Regions from separate parts of the Sus scrofa genome. Here region 2 is linked to region 1. A link is a contact called in public HiChIP or PLAC-seq data. All regions are on one chromosome and are shown on one strand. The core of a region is the stretch at or near the end of the contact, and the rest is flanking DNA. Distances in the headings are between cores, read along the strand shown. Region 1 overlaps RERE (arginine-glutamic acid dipeptide repeats protein). Region 2 overlaps ENO1 (alpha-enolase).

Evidence for each region. HiChIP or PLAC-seq counts read pairs in DNA pulled down with a chosen protein or histone mark.
Region 2: an H3K27ac HiChIP or PLAC-seq map of skeletal muscle shows a contact between it and region 1, with 4 times the contacts expected there. The contact joins two enhancer-like sites. A contact is called at or near these places in 2 of 2 datasets of contacts at active chromatin or transcription factors (alveolar macrophages and skeletal muscle).

The regions. Positions count from the first base shown.
Region 1 is chr6:68,998,202-69,003,086 of Sscrofa11.1, forward strand. The region is part of intron 12 of RERE (arginine-glutamic acid dipeptide repeats protein); the gene reads right to left. Among named protein-coding and RNA genes, the nearest start is that of SLC45A1, 67 kb to the left of the region's middle. Within about 2 kb of position 1,385, at least 31 of the 83 cell types and tissues checked have an H3K27ac peak or open chromatin away from gene starts, as enhancers often do. A contact at or near this core is called in skeletal muscle, where this site is marked.
Region 2 is chr6:69,386,239-69,391,532 of Sscrofa11.1, forward strand. ENO1 (alpha-enolase) reads right to left here. Exons shown (of 12, transcript XM_021095279.1): 7 at 5,019-5,241; 8 at 3,555-3,752; 9 at 2,797-2,998; 10 at 2,317-2,425; 11 at 2,023-2,081; 12 at 1-74. The coding sequence ends at 5. Among named protein-coding and RNA genes, the nearest start is that of ENO1, 13 kb to the right of the region's middle. Within about 2 kb of position 1,908, at least 9 of the 83 cell types and tissues checked have an H3K27ac peak or open chromatin away from gene starts, as enhancers often do. A contact at or near this core is called in skeletal muscle, where this site is marked.

The DNA.
Region 1 (4,885 bases), core at 135-2,634:
ATATGCTATGGGTGTGGCCCTCAAAAGCAAAAAAAAAAAAAAAAAAGAGCGGAAGAGTAGCAAAGGGCACCAGAAACATTTCTACTGTATCACATCCCACAGGCTGGCCAGGAGCCCGGAATTTTCATTACAACTTTTCAAAGAGGGAGAGAAGGAGAAAACATATTTCACAAAAGCATTATCAAGGCCCCAGTCCAGCATATCATGCTGCAGAACCAAAATCTGTGAGAGGGCAGCCTTTCAGGGAGTCAAAAACCCAGCGTGTGGAAACCAGCAGGCCTTTTATCCAGTGGGAGGGGTTCTTAAAGCAACTACTGTTTTGCACTGAAGTCTCAGAGCTTCACAGATCATTAAAGGTCTTTGAACCACAGAGAAAGGAGGGCAGAGTTAAGGAAATAAATCAAAAGTCCCTCTGGGATGCGCTAGCGCCTCCTTCAACAGGCTTTCAGCACGAATGTCCTCCACTTTAAACAACGGGGAGGACTTTTCAAAATAAAAGCAGAAAAGACATTCATTTTGTTATCAGCAATGCACTTTCGGTTTAAAGGTTATGTGTGCTATAAAAAATGACTCCTGCGAGAGTGCTGGGGGGAAGGTGGGGCTGGGCTGGGGGCAGGGGGTGGCAGTGAAAGAAAACAAGAAGTGAACAAAAGTCAAACAGAGAAGTGCTTGGTCTGGGGGTGCCCCCAACAAGTTACACGGTCTGGTACTATTTTAGGGGTGGGATGCGAGGTAGAGGAAGGGGGCCCGAGAGGGATTTCTATCAGCCCCACTGCTGGCCATCTCTGCAAGGAACTGAGACAATTTCCCCCCAGTCAGGAGAGGCACTGCCGTTCTTGTTGTGCGGCATACACAGCAGAGGACCTGGAGAAATGGGTCGTGTTATCTTCCACTTCAAGCGGTGTATGTCTTAAGGAAACGTCAGCCATCTCCAAATCTGCAGAGGGAGTACAGCCTCTGAGAACAGGGAACAGTCTAGGGAACCTGTGTTTACCCAAGACAGTGGTGGTGAGGCCTTGCCCTTGGGTGAGGCAGCAGCGGTAGGACAGTGAACCGCTGGGCTTCCTACCCAGACTGGATTCCTTGAGCACAACAGGTGAGGCCAGAGGCAGAAAAGTGGAGCTGCCACCCTTGGGTCAGACGTGCTCGCCATGAAGCACACTGTTGGGGTCCCCTCTCTACCAACCGGAAGGAGTGGCTCTGCCCTGAAGCACACTCTTGGGGTCAGTCCCCCTCCCCCTCCTGGAAGGAGAGTGAGAGGCCTGGGGAGGGTCCGGGGCCATGACTAAAGCTCTTGGTTTCTGCTGTCCGATGCAGGACTGTGCTGTAGTGGGCGTGGACATCTTTGCTCAGGCCCATCTGGAGCTCACCTGGGGTGACAGTGCGGGGCAGAGGCGCGTGAGGACAGCCTGGAGCCAGAGCCCAGCAGGGGATGTGCTGGCTGCCCTGAGCTGTGAGAAGAGCCCGAGAGGGTGGGTCGTGGCAATAATTCTCTCTGTTGTCAAGGGACATGACTAGGGTGATGGCGGCTCAATAAAAGGAAGGCATTTCAAACAACAGAAGTGTCCAAAACCACGTGGTCCGATGTAATGGGTTCAGCGTCACCAAATTCTCAGGAACAGCAGAGCCACCATTCTGTAGGACAGCTGCAGAGGGACCTGGGTGTTTGGAAAATTCAGTAGACAAGGATACTTCAAGGACTTTTTCTGGCCAGGCACCGCAAACAAGTCCTAACATTTTAAAAACCTATACGTCAAGCAGCTTCAGCCCCGAGAGCACATCTTCCAGGGGGGGCCCAATTCCTTCAGCCTCAACCTCGGCTCCTCCGACTCCCAGGGCCACTTACTGTCCATACCACACAGTCTGGCGCCTCGGCTCACGCCAACCCCTACTCGGAGTGACCCCGAGGGAGCAGAACCCCATCCTGTACCCTCTCAGAACACTCAGCTCCAAGTGCGTGTTGATGAGCTGGCCTGAGAAATAAACCACCCACTGTGTTCATCCACACGGAAGTCACTGATTTGCAAAACTACTTCCAGCAATACAATGACCTGGGAAAATGTCTCAGAACAGAATACATGCAAAAGAAAGCAGTGTGCTTGAGTCCGCGTCAAATACACCGGACAGACGGGGACACACTCTCACCTTGAACTGGCACACTCCAGTACGAACACAGAGCGCCTGCCTTTACCCGCGGGGGTCACCCTGCCTAAACCTCCGGTGGCCAGAGGAGGAGACAGAAACCCGAGGACTCGTCCCCTGAGGCATCTGAGGGCTTTACATCGGGACAAGGGCTTCAAGCTTTGACAAGGAAATTCAGTCCAGAGGACAGAGTAAACGTAGATGTTTGTTTAAGAAGTTTTGTTTTGCTTTGTGTCCCACAGTCTTCAGAAAGCCTGCGGGGCTGCCCAGCTCCCTCGCTGCCTCCTTTACTCCGCCGCTGGCTGTGCACACAGATTCACCAGGCCATTTGCTTCAGAATTCAGTAATTCCACGAATGCCAGACTCTCCCTCCAACAGCAAAACCCTCCCTTGACCACCTGAGGCCACACACCTCTGACCCAATTCCACGAGCCTCATTAACGCATTTTTCCAAAGCAGAGCGTCTGTGGGAAAGACACCCAGCTCCGGCCTCGGGAGGCATGCCTCCAGCAGGCATCCCCAAACCTGGAGGCGTGGACCTACTACGCTGCTTCCAGCCCTCTGAGCTACTCAGAGACGTGGACGGAAGTCAACGCTTTTTGCCAAAGTCAGAAAAGTCCAACTCCTGCACATGGGAGCAGGAGACAACGGCTGCAGCTGAAAACACACAGAAAAACACCAGAGGAAAAAGTGTGTACTTAATATTGTTCAGAACATCCTCAGTGGGGCTTCCCTCACACGGCAAAGACACAGGATAAAAATTCCAGTCTGTTTTCAAGATAATAAAATAGCATATGACGGTGACTCACTAACTGACTAAAGGGGGGAAAAAAAATACCAAACCATAAACAGTCTCAGGAACCTTGCAAAACTGCAAAAATCTGGCAGCACCGAACATCCTCCACCTCCCTTGGCTCCCACCTCCGGGGGGGGGGGGGGCGGGAGGAGAGAGAGGGAGGGAGGGAGAGGGAGGGAGGGGCTCTCCAGCGATCCTTTTGAAGCCAAGCTGCAATTGGCTAATGGCTTACTCTACTGCTTAAGACAATATTTTATTCTTGACTCGCTCAATAAACCTGCTGAGAAAAATAAACAATGGGTTTCAATCTTATAAATAATCTAGAAAACAGAACCGCTGGGCAAACAGCAGAGTGGATTTACTGCCCATGACAAACAGAACAGGGAAGTCCAACGTGCAGAGGGGCCCCGAGTCACTACCCGGGGGCCATCAGAGTTAACGAGGATGCTGCCCACTTTACAGTCGAAGGCCTGGGGTGTCTGGGTGTTGGCTGGTCTTTTAAACAGCATCGAGGCAGATCACAAAAGCCAACACAAAGAGCAAGAGATGAGGAAAACTTTTCCTTAAAAAACACGGCGGAGTTGTACCTTTAAGGTGTAGACACACACGACGCGCTTCGATGCCATCATTCACGTGTGTGAACACACACGCACACTTCGTTTACACCAACACTAAGTAAGGGCCTTTGCAGGGTCCCCAGGGTGACGCAAAGAGGTATTAAAATGAGGTTTCTGCTCAGGAGGCCTTACCTTCGATCTGCAGACACAGAGATGCGTGTCTACGTGCGGAACAGAAACGCATGGGAGAAAAGGGGAAGCAGAGTCTTCAGTCCAAGACTGAAATAAAAGGAATACTCATTTTTAAAGCAGAACAAAACAGCTCTGCTGGGAGGAGTCGGGCTCTTTATGGGATGGCCACCATTCCAGAGAGAAAAAGGCGCGTGTGGCTTTTCCCAGATGTGTGCACCCCGAGAAGGGCCCCCCGATTGAGCCCTGGAGAGGCTCGGTGACGGCCCCTCGGCCCCTCGGGCTGCTGCCAGAGAAGAATGCAAGGCCCGTCGGCCTCTCCGCCAGCCTGTGAGCTCCGGGTGGGCAGACGCCCTTTTTGCCTCCCTTTTCAAAAGAGTGCCATTAATTTTTACTCTATTTTCCTAAGTTATTATACCAGAACATAACTTCAAGTAAGATAAAAATGAACCAGTTACCCAAGCGTTATGGTTTCAAGCACATTTAAAATTTTATTTTTGGGGGTTTTTTTGGCTGCACTCACCGTAGCATGTGGAAGTTCCCAGGTTGGGGATTGAACCCATGCCGCAGCTGCAACCTGAGCCACAGCTTTAGCAACACTTGATCCTTAACAGACTGTGCCACATGAGAACTTCCTAAAATTTATTTTTAATTATCAGTTTCTAACAGATTAGACTTATTTTTTAAAACATCAGCAAACTGGATTTTCAAAGTTAGGATGGGTACACAGATCTCATTAAGGCTAAAAAAAAAAAAAAAAAAAAAATCCACTTATGGAACTCCCATTGTGGCTCAGCAGTAACAAATCCAACTAGTATCCATGAGGATGTGGGTTCGATCCCTGGCCTCAGCGGGTTAAGGGTCTGGTGTTGCTGTGGCTGTGGTGTAGGCTGACAGCTGTAGCTCCGACTGGACCCCTAGCCTGGGAACCTCCCATATGCCAAGGGTATGGCCCTAAAAAGCAAAAAAAGAGAAAAGGGGGGAAAAATCTACTTATGATATAAAATACAAGCTCCAAGAGGATAAAAGCACTGCGACAACCGCGGTCATCGTGACTTAAAAGTCTTCTTCAAGATCACTGGGAACCTGCCCTTTGCTTTCCTAGCTAATAAAATTAGGGAGTCTATTTAGGCTTCAAAGTCATAAATGTCTCCCTCTTAAAGTCACCAGGTAACCAAGATGCAAACACATCCTAAGAAAT
Region 2 (5,294 bases), core at 658-3,157, 390 kb after region 1:
GAGCTTACTTGGCGAGGGGGTTTCTGAAGTTCCTGCCGGCAAACTTGGCCTTGCTGCCCAGTTCCTCTTCGATTCTGCGGAAGCAGAAGGATTGCGATGGGGAGGAAATGAGAGGCAAACCTCAGCTAAGATTCCCCCCAGAGAAGGGGTCAGACACACCTCCTGCCTCAGGACAAGACTCAGGACTCGCCCAGCCTGTCCAGCTAATCCCCTAAACCAGCTCGGAGGCAGCAGGGGCGGGAAAGCACTCGGCTCTCGGGCTCCCCCGCTGCCCCCAGCGTTCCTGAAGGACAAGAGCGAAGAAATGGCAGGATCGCCAGTGCTTAGAATATTAAAAAATGTTGTTAAACGAGATGACAACTCAAAGTGGCGCGGGGATAAAAGGAGGGGGAGCCCAAGGGTATGTGCGTGTTTTGATCCTGATGTTAAAAAAAAGCCCCTTTGGGGCCCCAGGGAAGACTGACCCGATGAAGAGACTTGGTGCCCCTACTGCAGAATTACCACTAATTGGTGCAGTTGTGGCGCCAACATGGCAGAGTGGTTATGTTAAAAACCCAGAGTAGGAGTTCCCGTCATGGTGCAGTGGTTAATGAATCCGACTAGGAACCATGAGGTTGCGGGTTCGGTCCCTGCCCTTGCTCAGTGGGTTAACGATCCGGCGTTGCCGTGAGCTGTGGTGTAGGTTGCAGACACAGCTCGGACCCAGCGTTGCTGTGGCTCTGGCGCAGGCTGGTGGCTGCAGCTCTGATTGGACCCCTAGCCTGGGAACCTCCATATGCCGTGGGAGCGGCCCAAGAAATAGCAAAAAGACAAAAACAAAAACCAAAAAAAACCCCCAGAGTAACTGTTTCTCTTTTCTTTTTACGGTACACCTGTAGCACATGGAACTTCCCAGGCTAGGGGTCCAATCGGAGCTGCAGGAGTTCCCGTCGTGGCTCAGTGGTTAAAAATCAAACTAGGAACCATAGGTTGTGGGTTCGATCCCTGCCCTTGTTCAGTGGGTTAAGGATCCCGTGTTGCCGTGAGCTGTGGTGTAGGTTACAGATGCGGCTCGGATCCCGCGTTGCTGTGGCTCTGGAGTAGGCTGGCAGCTACAGCTCCGATTTGACCCCTAGCCTGGGAACCTCCATATGCCACGGGAGCAGCCCTAGAAAAGGCAAAAAGACAAAAAAAAAAAAAAAAAAAAAGAAAAAATTGGAGCTGCAGCTGCCGGCCTACACAATAGGCACAGCAACATTAAATCTGAGCCGCATCTGCAAACTACACCACAGCTTGCAGTTAACAGAGGATCCTTAACCCACTGAGTGAGGCCAGGGATCGAACCCACATCCTCACAGACACTACGCCGACATAGCATGACAGAGGATTCTTAACCATGAGCCACAACAGGAACTCCAAAAGAAGTATCTACAGGTGAAATCCTGAGATGCCTGGAACTTGCTCTGTAATTTTCAGGAAAGCAAAGGGGGTGAAAAGAGACGAAACCCAGAGGAACAGGGGCAGCTGGAGTGTCCGGGTGAGGGGAGGGATACATGCCACCATTCACTGCATTTCTTATAAGCTTGACATTTTCCAAGATAAAGTTTTAAAGATGGGGTGACACAGGAGGACTTGGGAAATGGACGTGCCTTTTCCCTGCAAGACTGGGAAAACTAAGGACAAAAGGGCAGGTCTCCCTGTTTTCACAGGAGCTTCCCCACAGAGAGGGGAGGACCTGAACAGTGGAACCGCGGTCTGCCCTTTGGCAGTCATTCCTCCTCTCTCTGACCTGAAGGACCCTTGTCCACAGAACGGGAGATGAATAAGACCTACGAAGGCTCCCTTCCCGCGCCCAAAGGTGGTCATTAAATTGTCTAAGGCGGGGGCTGTTCCCTCTCCAGCCACACGAGGGCGGCGTTGTGTGGAACAGGCCCGGCTCTGGGGCCATCCTGCCAGGCGGCCACCCACCCCAAAGGAACACAGCGGGGGCCAGCACCCAGCCCCAGCTCAGGGCCCCCCTTGGAGGCTGCACCCACTCTTTACCTGAGGATCTGGTTGTACTTGGCCAAGCGCTCGGATCGGCAAGGTGCGCCAGTCTTGATCTGGAAGGAAAGAAGGAAGATTGCTCGAAGTGGACACTGAATCTCGTGGGCATTTTAGGCAAGGAGAGGGTGCCACGGCAGAGACAAGTTTCTTAAGGAGGCCCTGAGCCTGGGAAGGAGGGGATAAAGGGGGCATCCAGGATCCCATCTCCCCTCCCCCACCACCACCCGGGTCTGTGCTCAGGCGCCGAGGTCAGAGAGAAGCAGCAGGCCTGCTTGCGTGTTGGGCGCTCACCTGCCCGGTGCAGAGCCCCACCACCAGGTCAGCGATGAAGGTGTCTTCGGTCTCCCCGGAGCGATGTGACACCATGACGCCCCAGCCGTTGGACTGCGCCAGCTTGCACCTAGAGGCCGGGGACAACCCACAGGCATGGCTGTGCCGCACGGCACGAGGCCCCTCCTGAGCCTGTGACGCATCACCCCTGGGAGGGACGGGGCAGCAGCCAAGCTCTCAACGGTGGCAAGAGGATGGCCCTGACCTCCGCTCAACCCCCGGGCACCTTCCCAGCCCTCGAGTCATGTGTGAAACACCGGACAGAGGTTCCCCATCCGGATGAGGCCACCACTGCCCGGTGCCCTGGTCCCTTGGGGCCACTGCTTACTTGAAAAGCCACATTGCGTTCTACCTCCAAGCCTGCTTAGAATTCTAACCAGGAGGGTCCCCCACTCGGGCCACGGGCCCTCCCTCCTGCAAGCTGCCCGTGAAGCTACTTACGCCTGCAGGGACTCGGTCACCGAGCCGATCTGGTTGACTTTGAGCAGGAGGCAGTTGCACGATTTCTCAGCCACGGCCTTGGAAATCCTCTTGGGGTTGGTCACCGTGAGGTCGTCGCCCACCACCTGGATTCCCGCGCTGCCAGTGAACTTTTGCCAGGCTTCCCAGTCATCCTGGTCGAAGGGGTCCTCGATGGACACCACTACGGACAGAAGGACGAACAGCGTGTCTCCTCAGTGCGGCCTCAGCCTCCTGGCCGCCTGCCCACCCAACTCCGGGCTCACCTGCTTCACCTTCCCACCTATGGGCCAGGCTCAGAACCCGCTGCCCTACCAACCCACCCCTGTGACGGCACAATCACCTGCCATCCTGCGACCCCACAATTGTCGCATGGGACACTTACTGCCCAGGGTGGTTGAGAGAGCTGTGCGCTCAGACAAAAGACGTCTGTCGGGGTCCTGGCTTCACGCCCAGGAAGTCACTCAGCTGAGCATTAAATGCAGGGACGTGGGGACACTTCCTGGCCTGAACACCTGGCCCACCATCTGCTGCGCACCCTCAGGCCAGTCCTAACCTACTCGTGCCTTGCTTGCCCCACCCTCCCGGTGTGCCAGGGCCTAGAGGTGCCCCGGCGGTCCTGGTTCTCAAGGCTCCTGTCCTCGCCCAGCAGGACCAGGACTGCCTCTGCTCAGGGGCCGGGGTGACAGTGACCGAGGGAGATGCCGCTCTGCGGCGGCCGGCACTCCCGGAGTACTCACCTGGATAGTCCCTGATGAAGGACTTGTACAGATCGGCCAGCTGGTCCGGTGAGATGTACCTGCTGGGGTCGTCGGGTGACTTGAAGTCCAGGTCGTACTTGCCCGACCTGTAGAACTCCGAGGCGGCCACGTCCATGCCGATGACGACCTTGTCGGTGTAGCCGGCCTTCCCGATGGCGTTCTTCAGCAGCTCCAGGGCTGGACAGAGACGCGGTGACGCGCTCAGAAACCAGGCAGGGAGAGAGAAAACTCCCCGCGAGCTCTGCCAGAAGACCCAGCGGTGTTCTGGCCTCCACTCCCAGATTCGCTGCCTTTCCCTGCTCGGGGGCAAGAGACCCCTGCTCGGGGCCTGGAGCACAGCCGGGTTGGCGAGGGACTCTAAGAGATCTGCTCCGCGACAGGTGCTCCCCAATTTAGCGCCAAAGAACAAGTGGTGTAGGCTGGCCACGCTCCAGTTGCAGTGAGCAGCTGGGATCCGCTGTCCCACAGAACTGGCTGCACACGGAGCCCAGGGAGGCCCGAGGAAGGGGAGCCCTGCCGGCCGGGCCCCACTGTCAGGCGCGGGATCGGCCTCACCGGCAGTGCCGCCCACCCACCGGAAAACTGACGAAGACACTGGCTCCTGCTCCACAAAGGTCCCCAAGCTCTGCTGACCTTGCAAAAGGGCCCTTTTTTCTATGCTAAAATGGCTGAACAGCAGCAATTTCCTATGGCTGACCCAGGGAGAGGCCAGGTGTGTTCTTTCACTAGCCGTCCTTGAAGGCGATAAATTTATACTTGGAACACTACCTTTTTTTTTTTTTTTTTTTTGCTTTTTACGGCCACATCCATAGCATATGGACGTTCCCAGGCTAGGAGCTGAACTGGAGCTACAGCTGCCTGCCTACACCACAGCCACACACAAGATCCGAGCCGCATGTGCGACCCACACCACAGCTACCAGCAAAGCCGGATCCTTAATCCACAGAATGGATGCTACTTGGATTTGTCTCCGTGGCACCACAATGGGAACTCCAGGAACACTACCTTTTCTTCTAAAGCAAAAACTCAAAACACGACGTCTTGTCCTAATGCCTTCTGTGTCCAATAGTCAACCCTCACCTAAGCACTCAAAGCAAAGCAACGCTTGTGCAGCACGACTGTGGCTGAGTGACCCGAGATGGTCATGGACCAGAGTCCCGAGCATGGCCGGCAGCTCTCGAACCCGGAGCACGGAGTGAGCTACAAACTCTGCCCCCACTGGGGGAGCAAGGTCGGCACGAGGAAGGAACCGCCTCTCCATCCCACTGTCAGCCTCGTTTACGTAAATCGGGGGCCACTCCAAAGTTGAATCAACAAGGACACGTCTGTTTTTGCTTTTTCGTCTGAGGAGAGCACTTGCTCCCATGCCCCTCCCCCAGACCCTGCCCGAGGACAGGAGGGGGCAAGAGCGTGCCCCCCAGAAGCTTCCCCGGGAGCCTGTACCTTCTTTGTTCTCCAGGATGTTGGGAGCAAACCCGCCCTCATCGCCCACGTTGGTGGCGTCCTTCCCGTATTTCTCCTTGATGACGTTCTTCAGGTTGTGGTAGACCTCAGCCCCGATGCGCATGGCCTCCCGGAAGGTTTCGGCCCCGACGGGGAGGATCATGAACTCCTGCATGGCCAGCTTGTTGCCGGCGTGGGAGCCACCGTTGATGACATTGAAAGCCTGCAGGGAGAGAGGACCGTACAGCTCCGGCCCGGAGGGTCCCACCCACCGGC